Regions from separate parts of the Arachis hypogaea genome. Here region 1 is linked to region 2. The links are chromatin contacts, called in public Hi-C maps. All regions are on one chromosome and are shown on one strand. Each heading gives the region's core, a stretch centred on a gene start, on an enhancer-like site or on the middle of the called end of the contact. The rest is flanking DNA. Distances are from core to core; before and after follow the strand shown. Region 1 has its middle 5.8 kb from the start of LOC112748554. Region 2 holds the start of LOC112748547 (floral homeotic protein APETALA 2).

The links. A called contact is a pair of places that touch in the nucleus more often than the background predicts.
Region 1: a Hi-C map of an unstated tissue shows a contact between it and region 2, with 5 times the contacts expected there. The contact joins the enhancer-like site here to the promoter of LOC112748547 in region 2. A contact is called at or near these places in 5 of 8 Hi-C or Micro-C datasets (leaf and an unstated tissue).

The regions. Positions count from the first base shown.
Region 1 is chr15:7,985,326-7,991,403 of arahy.Tifrunner.gnm2.J5K5, reverse strand. No RefSeq gene overlaps it. Among protein-coding and RNA genes, the nearest start is that of LOC112748554, 5.8 kb to the left of the region's middle. Within about 2 kb of position 3,438, at least 1 of the 3 cell types and tissues checked has open chromatin away from gene starts, as enhancers often do.
Region 2 is chr15:7,939,218-7,944,784 of arahy.Tifrunner.gnm2.J5K5, reverse strand. It overlaps LOC112748547 (floral homeotic protein APETALA 2), which reads right to left and starts at 4,255. Exons shown (of 10, transcript XM_072217686.1): 1 at 3,231-4,255; 2 at 3,101-3,127; 3 at 2,960-2,990; 4 at 2,797-2,884; 5 at 2,567-2,712; 6 at 2,441-2,485; 7 at 2,277-2,365; 8 at 2,066-2,202; 9 at 1,779-1,994; 10 at 1,445-1,702. The coding sequence starts at 3,783. The coding sequence ends at 1,445.

The DNA.
Region 1 (6,078 bases), core at 2,189-4,688, 47 kb before region 2:
GATCTACTTTTCATAACTGATCCAATCCAATCCAAATCGCACAATGTGCTATAATATTATTATTTTTTTATTATTATATTTACAACTATACTTATAACATGTTCAATTTGTTATACATTTTTATATTATTCATATATTATTATTATTTAATAAATATTTTATGTTCAAAATATTATTTATTTATTTATTTATTTTAACTAACCTATAATTTTATTTCTATTTTTATGTTATCGTTGGCTTTTTAAGATATTGTTGAAACTTGTTATGTCATTGTTAATTATTTAAAATTTGATGTTGATACTTGTTATATGTATTTAATTTTTTTAATTTACCAAATCGTAAATACAATCCAATCCAAACCGCTTGAAATTGGATCGGATCGGATTAGATTTTTTTAAAAAAATAATCCAATCCAAACTACACCACAAGTAAAATTAGTGTTCGAATCGGATGAATTTTTGACTTAAAACCGATCCAAACCGCACCGCAAACACCCCTACATGAGATCAATGATACTTATTGTGCTCATCAAGATTTTCAAAGCCCTAAAGGGAAATTAAACAAAATTAAATTTGACCTTAAATATATAATAAGCATTATGCTTAGCTTTGCAAAAAGAATAAGGTAGTGACAACTTGACAGTTGGAAATGATAATTTCACACAAGTTGGTGAAAAGTTTGTATTGAGCACCAAACGTTGTTCCTATTAACAGAAAGAAAAATAGTGCACCCTCCAAAGTCCATGTCCATCACATTCAATACACAAATAAATTCGGCCAAAACAAGAAATCACCAAGTGAATAATCTCCAAACGATCCCAAAAACTTTACTTTTGCATCTTTTGGAGAAAAAAGTAGGTTCCCCACCCTCCTCCACTTTTATTCATTTTGGGTGTTCACAAAAGATTATTGTTAGTTCATGACCACCCACCTACCTCTTTATTTTGGCCACAACAATTGGTTATAAAAACGACTGACCAAAAGTCTTCCATTTCCCTTATTAGAAACTCGTAATCCTCTCTGCTTCGAATTTCTCCCAGATGAAATAACCCAATCATACGTTTCTTCTCTTCCAATAATAATAACGTCACAATACATGCATGTTTAATTTCTATGTTTTTTTCCCCTACAGTTCAGATAATTACATTTCACTAAAATGAAATACAATGTTCAAAGAGAGACAAATCAAAGAAAAAAGGGAATTGTGCATGTATGTATAAAATCACTTTTCACTTTTCATTTATAATAATGGTTAAACATATAAAGAAAATTTATCATAAAATGTTTTGGTATACCTAAAGTTCAACCATGATATAGCTAGCATACGAAAATTATCACGTATTCCTGTTGCAGAATTTCATGTTCTTGTGAACTATCAAGTTTCCGGCAATACTTTTGTTTTCTAGTGAGTTTTCAGATTACCATATTCTTCCTTGAAGTAGAAATTATACAATTGGGCAACTGAGAATAATTCACATAGGAATAGGATGGCTCTTGGCTTCAAATATTTGTGGCTTAACTAGTGGCCTAATTTTGACTCATTTAAAGTGTATAAAATTAGGTGATAAAATAGCTCAACATTTCTATTTGTAATGTAGAGTGTTTGAAAATATTTTTATTTTTATGTAAATTTGAAAACAATTATTTTACATATTAATATTATTATAGAGAGAGAGGATGAGAGTGCAAGAGAGGAAACGAGAGCGTGTGAGGTGGAAAAACATCGGGTGGGAAAGAACTCTACAGAGTAAATATGATAAAGATTCTGGGATTTGGAATAAAGAAGAGTATCAACAATTGGAGCTTGATTCTTTTTTTGTTTTTGTTGACAATCTGCCAGAAGATATATCAAAACGAGAACTCTTTAATTTGTTCAAATGGACAGGTAGAATCATAGACATATATTTGTCGTGGAAGAATAAAAATAAACAGATCTATCTGTTTACATTCATATGGTATACTACAAAAGGAGAAGTATTGAAGGTTGTTGCAGATATGAACAGGTGGGTGCTGAGAGGCAAAAGACTATTTGTTAGAGAAGCAAAATACAGAAGGGGAGCTATGATGCAGAATAGGAACGACAAAGAAGTGACGGAGACCACAAGACATGATACAGGAAGAAGCGATCCATTGAATAGGAGTGCAAGAGCAACTGAAGAGAGAGAGGTGAGGCAGTCGAGTGGTGCACCAATCAAGGATCCAAATAATAATGGATGGACAAAGAAAATAGAAGTACCCATAGCGAATGAGAACGTCGTCTGGTTGTAAAGAAGTATTGTCGGAGGTACGAAGATGGCGATCGACTTCAACGTCCTGCAGGAAAATATTCATAACGAATGGTCAGGGGTAACACAAGTAAGGGAGTTGGGAGCTTATAAAGAAATGATAACTTTTGACACTATGTTGAGTGTTAAAGAAGCCTACACCTTTCGTATGAATGATTTATTAAGGTTATTTTATATGGTATGGAGATGGGATGAGACAGAGAGAAGCGAGTCTAGAAGAGTTTGGTTGGAATGTTATGGAGTTCCATTACATGCGTGGTCAACAGACACTTTTCACAGGATAGGGGAGCAATGGGGGCAAGGTGGTTAAGCTCGATAAATTAACGAAGTCGTGTAATTCATTTAGTGTGGATCGAATTCTGATTGATACGTGCATTTTTTATATGTTTAACTTGTGAATTCACATTACAATAGGTGCAAGTGGATTTGACGTCCTCGTAAGAGAAGTGGGTGGAGAGGTGTATCGAGAAAAATGCTTTCGGGAGAGAAATAAGGAGCTAGGGGACAGACAAACAATAAATGCTGAAGAGATGCAACATGAAGGAAATGGTGAAATGTTGAATTATGGTGACGGATGGCTGGTGGCTGAACGGGACCAGGCGGCAGTGCTCATGCTGAAAGTTTGCAGGAATGATGAACATGAGAAAGACAGATTAGTAAATTCATTTTTAGATTTGAATTAATGGAATCATAAGAATTTAAATCTGCATTATGGAAAGGATGATTGTGCGGCATTTAAGGAAAATGAGGATTCTCAGGGATTAATGAAAATTAATCAGGAGGTAGATTCAGATAAAACGGTAACTGACGTCTATGGGGAGCATTATGGCAACAAACCAAATGATTTTACAAGAGAGGATAATGGGCTGGAAGAAACTAAGTCCAATAAGGGTGGTAAGGGGCTTTAGTTTTGGGAGAAGGATATGGGCCTTTGGAATAGAGGCTCCAATTGCCTCTCCAACCGGGTTGGGCATGACCCATACTCCATGGTAACCCGGCAAAGGCTACAGGTTGGGGCTGCGACGATACTAATGCAGAGCTTCCACGAACCAAAAGAGCAGGGGATGCGATGGGGAATAGTGTGGAAGGGAGCGGTCAGCATCACGTGGCAGAAGCGGCAGAACTATCTCGACAGGGAAGGTAGCCTCCGATCGCAGATGCTATGCACGAGGAGCTTGAACGTGTAAGTGGCGCAAGGTTGGGACGCTGCACAACTTGGAGGCTCAATGAGGACAAGTTCGCTTAACAGAGGCGGCTACACGGGATGCGAAGGCTGGGGATTCGATGGAAGGAAGAACGCCGTAGGGGGAGCCACTGATGGGGAGAAAGAACTTTGCCAGTGGAGACGTGATATGGTACCCGATGCGGAACCTAGAAAAGCTCACGTGGTTGACCGTAGGTCTGAAGAGACAGGAAGGTTGCAAGTTATGGCGAAGGACCCGGGGGCAAGTGCAGTAGCTACTGGGCATGGTGAGGGTGATAACGTATACAGGAACCACAATGCACAGAACAAAGATTGGCAACTCCAAGATGGGATATGATTGAGACTGCAGGAAGGGAAAAGCTTGATAAATGGCGGGGCACAGGATAATGGCAAGGGAGAAGCGAAAGAATACGAGAGCTGTACAGAAGTAGGATCAGAGGCTGAGGTTGGGTTGGATGGTGGAAGTGGTTTTGATAGGGAGGAACAAAGTCTGAGTTGGAAAGAGGAAATGACTGAGAATAAAGAGGCTTGAAAATTAGCTGTAGAGTCCGGTGTTCAGTGCAGTGATGTGGAGGATATTATGGAAATTTTACAGGAGCAAAACGAGGCAATGGCTTTGATGCGACGACAGGCAAAGCAAAAAGAAAAAATACAAAGAAGCCGGCCAAAAATTTGCAAGCAGGTGTGTACTAATAATGTTAAATGATTTTAAGTTCTTGGAATATTAGGGGTTTGGGAGGTGCTAAAAAATTTAGTATGCTAAAGAATTTTAAAAATAAGTTTAGATTGGAAATGTTGAGATTGATAGAAACAAAAAAAGAAGTTGGTGACTAAATTTGATGTAATGTGTATTTGGGGTAGTGATAGAGCTGGTTGAGAGTTTGTAAGTTCAGTTGGGTCTTCCAGAGGGTTATTGTTAATATGGGATGAATCAGTCTTTAAATTGACTAATTGCTATAAAGGAGATAGATGAATGTGTGTAGAAGGGGTTGTGATAAAAGATGATTTTCATTGTACTATTTGTTTGGTGTATGGATCACATGTGAGAGCTGAAAAGATCTCAATATGGGAATAGTTGGGCTATGTTGTAGGGTTGTGTCAGGTGTCGTTATGTTATTTGGGAGATTTTAATGAAATTATGCATTTGGAAGAAAGAAAAGGAGCGACTAGCTTATCAGCGTCTGCTGAAGATTTTAGAGCATGGATAAATGATATGGAGCTGGTTGATCTGGCGTTAAATGATCGCAAGTATACATGGTTTAGGAGGCATTCGTGCAGTCGTATTGATAGGAGCCTAGTTACCCTTGGGTGGCTCGAGGTATATCCGACGACATGACTAAAGGGAGGTCCAAGAGGCTTATCGGATAACTGCCCATTGATAATGGAAGACAACATAAATTTTGATGGCCCAAGACCGTTCCGAAGTCTAGACTCGTGGTTCACGCATGAAGGATTTTTAAGAATGGTGAAGGAAGAGTGGAGGGAATTAGGTGACGTGCAATTCCTGGACAAGATGAAAGCGCTGTCAGTACCATTACGGACTTGGCATAAGTAGCATTTTCGAGATATAGCTAAGAAGATAAGGAATTTTGAGGAAGAAATAAAGAAGGTGGATGATATGGTTAGTAGTGGATTATATGATGGTACAATGGAGGCAAGGAGAAGGGCGTTAGTGAAGTGCTGTGAGAAGTGGTATGTCCGACAGGATGTTCACTGGAAACAAATGTCTAGGGCTTGGCATGCTAATGAGATGGATAGGAATACAAGGTATTTTCACAATATTACTTCGGCAAGAAGAAGGAATAACGGGATAGAGTCATTGGTGATTAATGGGAGATTAGTGAGGAATCAAGCAATAATCAAGGTGGCAATTCAAGACTTTTATAAACGTCTGTACCACCAGGAAGACTCCCCAAATTGGAGCTTTAGGGATGGATTAGTCAACTGATTAAAGAGGGAGGAAGCTGAAACCCTAAAGGTGATGGCGTCAGTAGAGGAAGTGAAAGAGACAGTTTGGGACTACGAATCTTTTAAGGCTCTAGGGAGTGATGGATACAACATGAATTTTATAAAAAAGTGTTGGAGCGAGATTGGAACGGAATTCACTACAGCTGTGATGAGCTTTTTTGAGACTGCAAGACTACTAGCATACTCCAATGTCACATTGGTAGCATTGGCTCCAAAATTCGTTGGGGCAAAAGAGATAAAAGATCTCAGACCTATCAGCATGGTTAGATGTATTTATGAAGTTATTTCTAAAATGCTGACACGAAGAATGAGGAGTGTAATACCAGGTTTAGTTGGAGAATCCCAGAGTGCCTTTGTGAAGAGGAGGAAGATACATGATGGAGCTTTAATTGCATGTGAAACAGTGTAATGGTTAAAACTGAAAAGAAAGGCATCAGCAATCATCAAACTAGATTTCCACAAAGTCTATAACAGAGTTAAATGGTGCTCCGTCAATACTGTGTTAGAGAAGATGTGATTCGGTAGTACATGGAGGGCATGGGTCAAGGAGTGTATTAGGTCGACATCTATCTCCATTCTGGTCAATGGGTCACCATCGAAAGCTTTCAAAATGGAGAGGGGA
Region 2 (5,567 bases), core at 3,006-5,505:
GGTTTTATTATTATCCCTGATATTCCGATGGTTATTCTGGATAATATGGGTGATGTTCATTTTATTCATGGACCAAAGATTTAGCCCATTGTACATTTAGGTCATTAGTTTCCTAGCAGTACTCTTTTCGTACACATAATATAATATAGTTGTTTTTTTTTACGGTAACTTACTAAAGTTAGAGTTGTATTATTTATTCATATAATTACAAATATTTACTTGCATCATTATTATTGACAACTCATGATGCATTATTTATTTTTATTCTTATTCTTATAAAATGAAACATAAATGATAAATCCGCTTAATCTAAGTTTACACTCTTTGTAACGATAAATTTGTGAGTAGACCGGACACATGATTGATGATTGAATATGTTAATAACTTAATATATAATCACATTTTTTCTTTTTAATTTTGTTGTCGTAAAAGTTAAAAAAAATTCTGACATGGGGGGTTAACCCCGGAGAGAATCCATGCCCCTGTGATCTCTACCTTCACGACCATTTGATACCCTTTTGGTGGCACCCTATTCTCTCTCACACTCCATTGCATCAGTGTCCTTTTGAAGCTTTAGACGAACAATGATAGGTCCCTCTCGTCATAAACGCCTTTGTCTGACTGCTTTTGTTCATAAGAACTGATTCAAAGGACACCGTTGATTGAGACTATTCATCACCATCCCTTTGATATTTCCGAGATAATAACAATATTAATAATAAAAAATAAAACTCACTTTGCATCTCTCTGCCAAACATAACACCCCCTACAAGAGTTAATTTCTCTTGCCCTTTTTTTTAATTTCACTTATTATTTGTTTATCATTATATAAGCAATAAGCAAAAAGCAATTATAGCTAGGAATTTTGTGGCAACGTTTTTTTGTCAAAAAAACAAGCATTGCCCTATTAAGGAACCAAACCTAGCATCTTACCTTAGCAAAGTTATCAAACGCCTAACCCTATCCGATCCCCAACACAAACAAGGAACAAATTGACAAAACCATGTGTGTGTGATAGCAATACATCCCAAATTAAGAAACGAATAGGTGCTGTCACAAATGTACCATAGCGCAAGGGAAAAAAATAAAAATAGTAACAATGTAATAAATATACATATAAATAATATTTATAAATGATGATAATAATTTGAGTCAGAGGGCAGAATCTATAGTATCTAGAGTTAAAAGATTTTTGCGTCGGTTTGTTAGTTTGACTGAGGCAGAGCAAGACCAGTGAATTCCCAAATTGGGTTTCCTTTTTTTCCATTTTATCCCTTCTTTCACCTCCATGGTAAAGTTATGGTTTTTGTATGGGCTTACTAAAACAATAGAGACTAGAATGCACCCATTTGTTTGTACATATATATAAATATAAATATAAGAAATATGCTCACAAAAAAAGGGAGGAGGTGGAAGAGATTAATTAATTAAAATAATTAATTAATTATTTGAATGTGGAAAAAGAAATGATGGATTAAGAGGGTCTCATGAGAGTGTGGAAGCCATTTTTGTGGATCCAACCTTGGGAGGGTGTTAAAATCTGCGGCGGGAATCCTGATGATGCTGCAGCAGCAGTTGCTAACAAATGTGGAGGCCCTCCTCCAGCTCCTGCTTGCCACTGTACATGTTGTTCTTGATCGCTCATTGATGATGACAGCGAAAGCTCGCTTCCAATTCGGCCTCCTTTGCTGCTGCTTGGAAACTGCACATATATATGCATCATCATGTTTTTCACACAACACAATGTAATCAAATCGAATTCAAGTATCTATACTAACATGAAAATTTGGTGGAAACGCGTGTAGCATTTGATGCGGAGTGTCTCCAGCTGCATGATGGGATCTATAATAAGGACCGTATCTATGCATTTCGTTTGAGAGCGGAAATTGAGTTTGATGCAGCCGCGGCATTGGGGCCATGGCTTCACTCTCACGCTGTCCATGCTGCTCTATGTTGCTTCTACTACTACATGGTTTTGGTAGTATATTCACCAGCTGAAATATATAATAGTGCTAATCAGAATAAAATTAATCGCTTTATATAATTAGTATCATAATAATAATACCTTATGCTTGTTATTGTTGGCTCCCTCATTGTGCCAATCCGTTGTCCCCAGTGCTTGATTACTGCTATGCTTTGAACTTGGATTGCCCAAACTTAGATCCAGATTGTGATCTGCTGCACCGTTGCCTCCTGACGATTCTGCCGTGGTACATATTTATTTAATTAATTAAGAACGAGAATGTTTATAATAAGAAAATATATGTTATAATTACCAGAATTAAGCTCGTTTTCATAGATGCTGGGATCAAAATTGGTGACGGCCTCTTTGCCATTGCATTTGATTGCTGCTTTGTCATAAGCCCTACAATCAAAACCCTAGCATGATGCATTTATTTAAATTGAAATTGGGAATAACAAAATTGAGAGAAGCAGATACCTGGCAGCTTCAATCTCAGTATCAAAGAGGCCCAGATAAACGTACCTAATAAAATAAAATAAAATTGAGGGTAGCTTAGCAAAATAGATGAAATTGAAGGGGAGAAGGGGGGAAGAGGGGGCATACTTTTTGCCTAGAAATTGGCCCATACGAGCCTCCCATCTTCCACACTTGTGCAAGGTAACACCTCTATATTTGGAACTTCCTCTTGGAAAGCCAGTGCTTTGTCGCCGAAGCACGTGCACAAATTCTTCCTTTGTCAAATTCGTCATCTATTTATTATTTTACACAACACACCACCATAAGGAGAATAGAGATGCAAATGAAATGAATGAATTAATTAATTGATGAATCACCTGCTTCAAGTCTTCTTCGTAGTCTTCTATGTTGAAGTTAATGTCAGCCTCCACTCCGCGGAACTTAATTGCCGCTCTATCATAAGCACTGTCGAAAGCAGAAAAATGAATTAAGAAAGGTGAGGAGAGAGAAATATATATGGTGGCTGGCTCGCTCACTCACCGAGCAGCTGCATGTGCGGTGTCAAATCCACCTGCACAAATTTTACCCAGACAAAAGAGAACCAATTATTTCATCAGTTACCGTTCAAAAATCATCATTTCAAATAATAATAAAATTAAAGAAAAACATACATGTACTTACCCAGATAAACTTGTTTTCCACAATCCCTGCAGCGTGAAGGACAAACATGTATGAGAATCAAACATAATGAAGGAAAAGAAAGAAGGCATTTATTTGTTTGTTACTATGCTAACTAACTAACTGACGGATCAAATATGAGATTCCCAACGACCCGTTCTTCGGTAAAAGGTGACTCCTCTATACTGTGAGCTCCGAGACCTTGGTCCTCTCCGGCTCTTCTTCATAGGCTGAGAGACTTCCACCGCCGCCGATTTCCCACCGCCCCCAACTACTGCTTCCGATTGGCAGAACTTCACGCCAACCCAGTGAGCTCGAGGGAACGACGACGACGACGAGCTTCCTCCTCCTCCTCCTCCTCCGCCACAGCCGGAGTCCTCCACCGGGAAAAACTGGTGGGTGACGGGAGGGTTGTCGTCACCGTCCATGGGGGTGACGGAGAAGCCGAATATCTTGCTGCTACTGTTGATGTTGTTGAGAGTAGTTGTTGTTCTGCTGGCTTGTTCTTCGTCTTCTTCGGATCCGTCTTCTAGGAGGACTGCAGAGGAGCTGGAATTGGAGGCAGATCGGAGGGTCTTGCCTCTGACGTCATCGTCCATGGAAGTAGTGGTAGTCTTGGGTGAAGAACAAGCTTCTTCAGAGTCGTAGTCCTTTCTGTGGTCGGGAGAGTCATTCAGATCCCACATTCTTCCGTTTCTTGTTTCAAGTTTGAACACTTGTTTCAGCCTTCAGGTAGCTACTATATAGATAGAGCCTCAGGCATTAGCGAGAGAAAGAAAATATATCGAAATTAAAGTACAAGGAGATTTATGATTCATGGTACTCTCTCTCTCTCAGTTTCTTCTTGCTCTGGTTTGGATGCAAGCCAAGGCCCAAGTGAGTGTGTGTGGACTTTAATTGAGAAAGAGAGAGAAACTGAAAGAAAGAAAGATGAAAGAAGGGGAATGAGAAGAAGAGAGAGAGAAGAAAAAATCAAACCTAGGACGAGAGAGAAGGGTAGGTGTTGGGAAAAAGGGCAATAATAAAGAGGGAGAAGGTGAAGGATCTTTGTATTCCCTTAACTGCCCAATACAGCATAGACGAGGCCAGTTTCAGCAACCTTACCCGAAACCATCACTTCCTTCCTTGCTTTCCTTATCACCCTCTTCCTTCCTCTTTTTCTATATGCTAATAATAACTCTTCTACAAATATATTTCAACCATCTTAATTCTATTTAAAAATAAATTAAATAATATATTTATACACATATATAGGCTTTTTTTTAATTTGTATTCATAAAATATTTTTTATAGGTAAATATTTTAATTAAGACTCTATAAATTACAATTATTTTTGTATAAAAATATTTTTTTATTATTAAATAATAAATTATAGCATCTGATTTTACAATGTTATAAAAATACTATTTTTATCTAAAAGTATTGCTATTTTTTTAAATTGTTATTTTTTTATAAACAACACTTGTAAAGGGTGATTAAACAAAGAAAAAGTATAGAGAGTCAATAAAATATTTGCATACAGTGAAAATTTAGGGAGTATTAGAAATATAATCATTAATGTTATATTTTTCTATCAGTTTAAGCTTTTGGATGAGTGGTTGCATGACATTGTATTAAAGTTTTAGATCCGAAAAGTCAAAAGTTCGATCCTTGGAATAAATAGTTTTATGACATTACTCTTAAACAAATATTTGTATGAAAATATGCTTTTGACATTTTTTCATTATAGTATGTGTCTTTTTATATATCAAATATATTAAAAATTAACATTTCTTCATTGAAAAATATATACAATATTATGTTATTGTCAATTACCCTTATATATTAGTGTAAAATTTAGTTGACTTCAATATTAAATCAATATAGATTATTGTTATGGTGTCTATAATTCTATATCTAAGTATCTAATACAAATATAAAAGAGTAGAGTCTATTTATAATTTCTCTCTTAACACCAAAAACTGATCGTATTTAAATAAGTTAGACAAAAATTTAAAAAACATCATAGAATTTCCCATCATTATATACTTAAAGTTGAACGACTACTTATAAAATTATTTGTAAATTATTTATTAAAAAATGTCCCTAAATAATCACATGTGCATCAATTTATTTTAAAAAGTTCACACTCTTCAAATTGATTGCTAAAAATTACAATCATAAATCAAATTAGTTATTCTCTCTCATAAATGTTGATATGTCATAAAATAATTTATATTCTTTTATGATTATATAACTAACGAAAGGATCGCATAACTTATGTTTACAGAATAGTTTGAGGAGTCTAATGTTTCAAAAGCCAAACTAATACATGCATGATATTTATGGATTATTTAGACTATTAATCCATATTATTGGCTAAAAGATTAATTTTGATACCTTGATTGTATAAATATTTTTATATAATTATTTAATTAAATTTATGTATTTAAATAATTTTTTAAATAATAAATTTAAAAATTTGTTACTT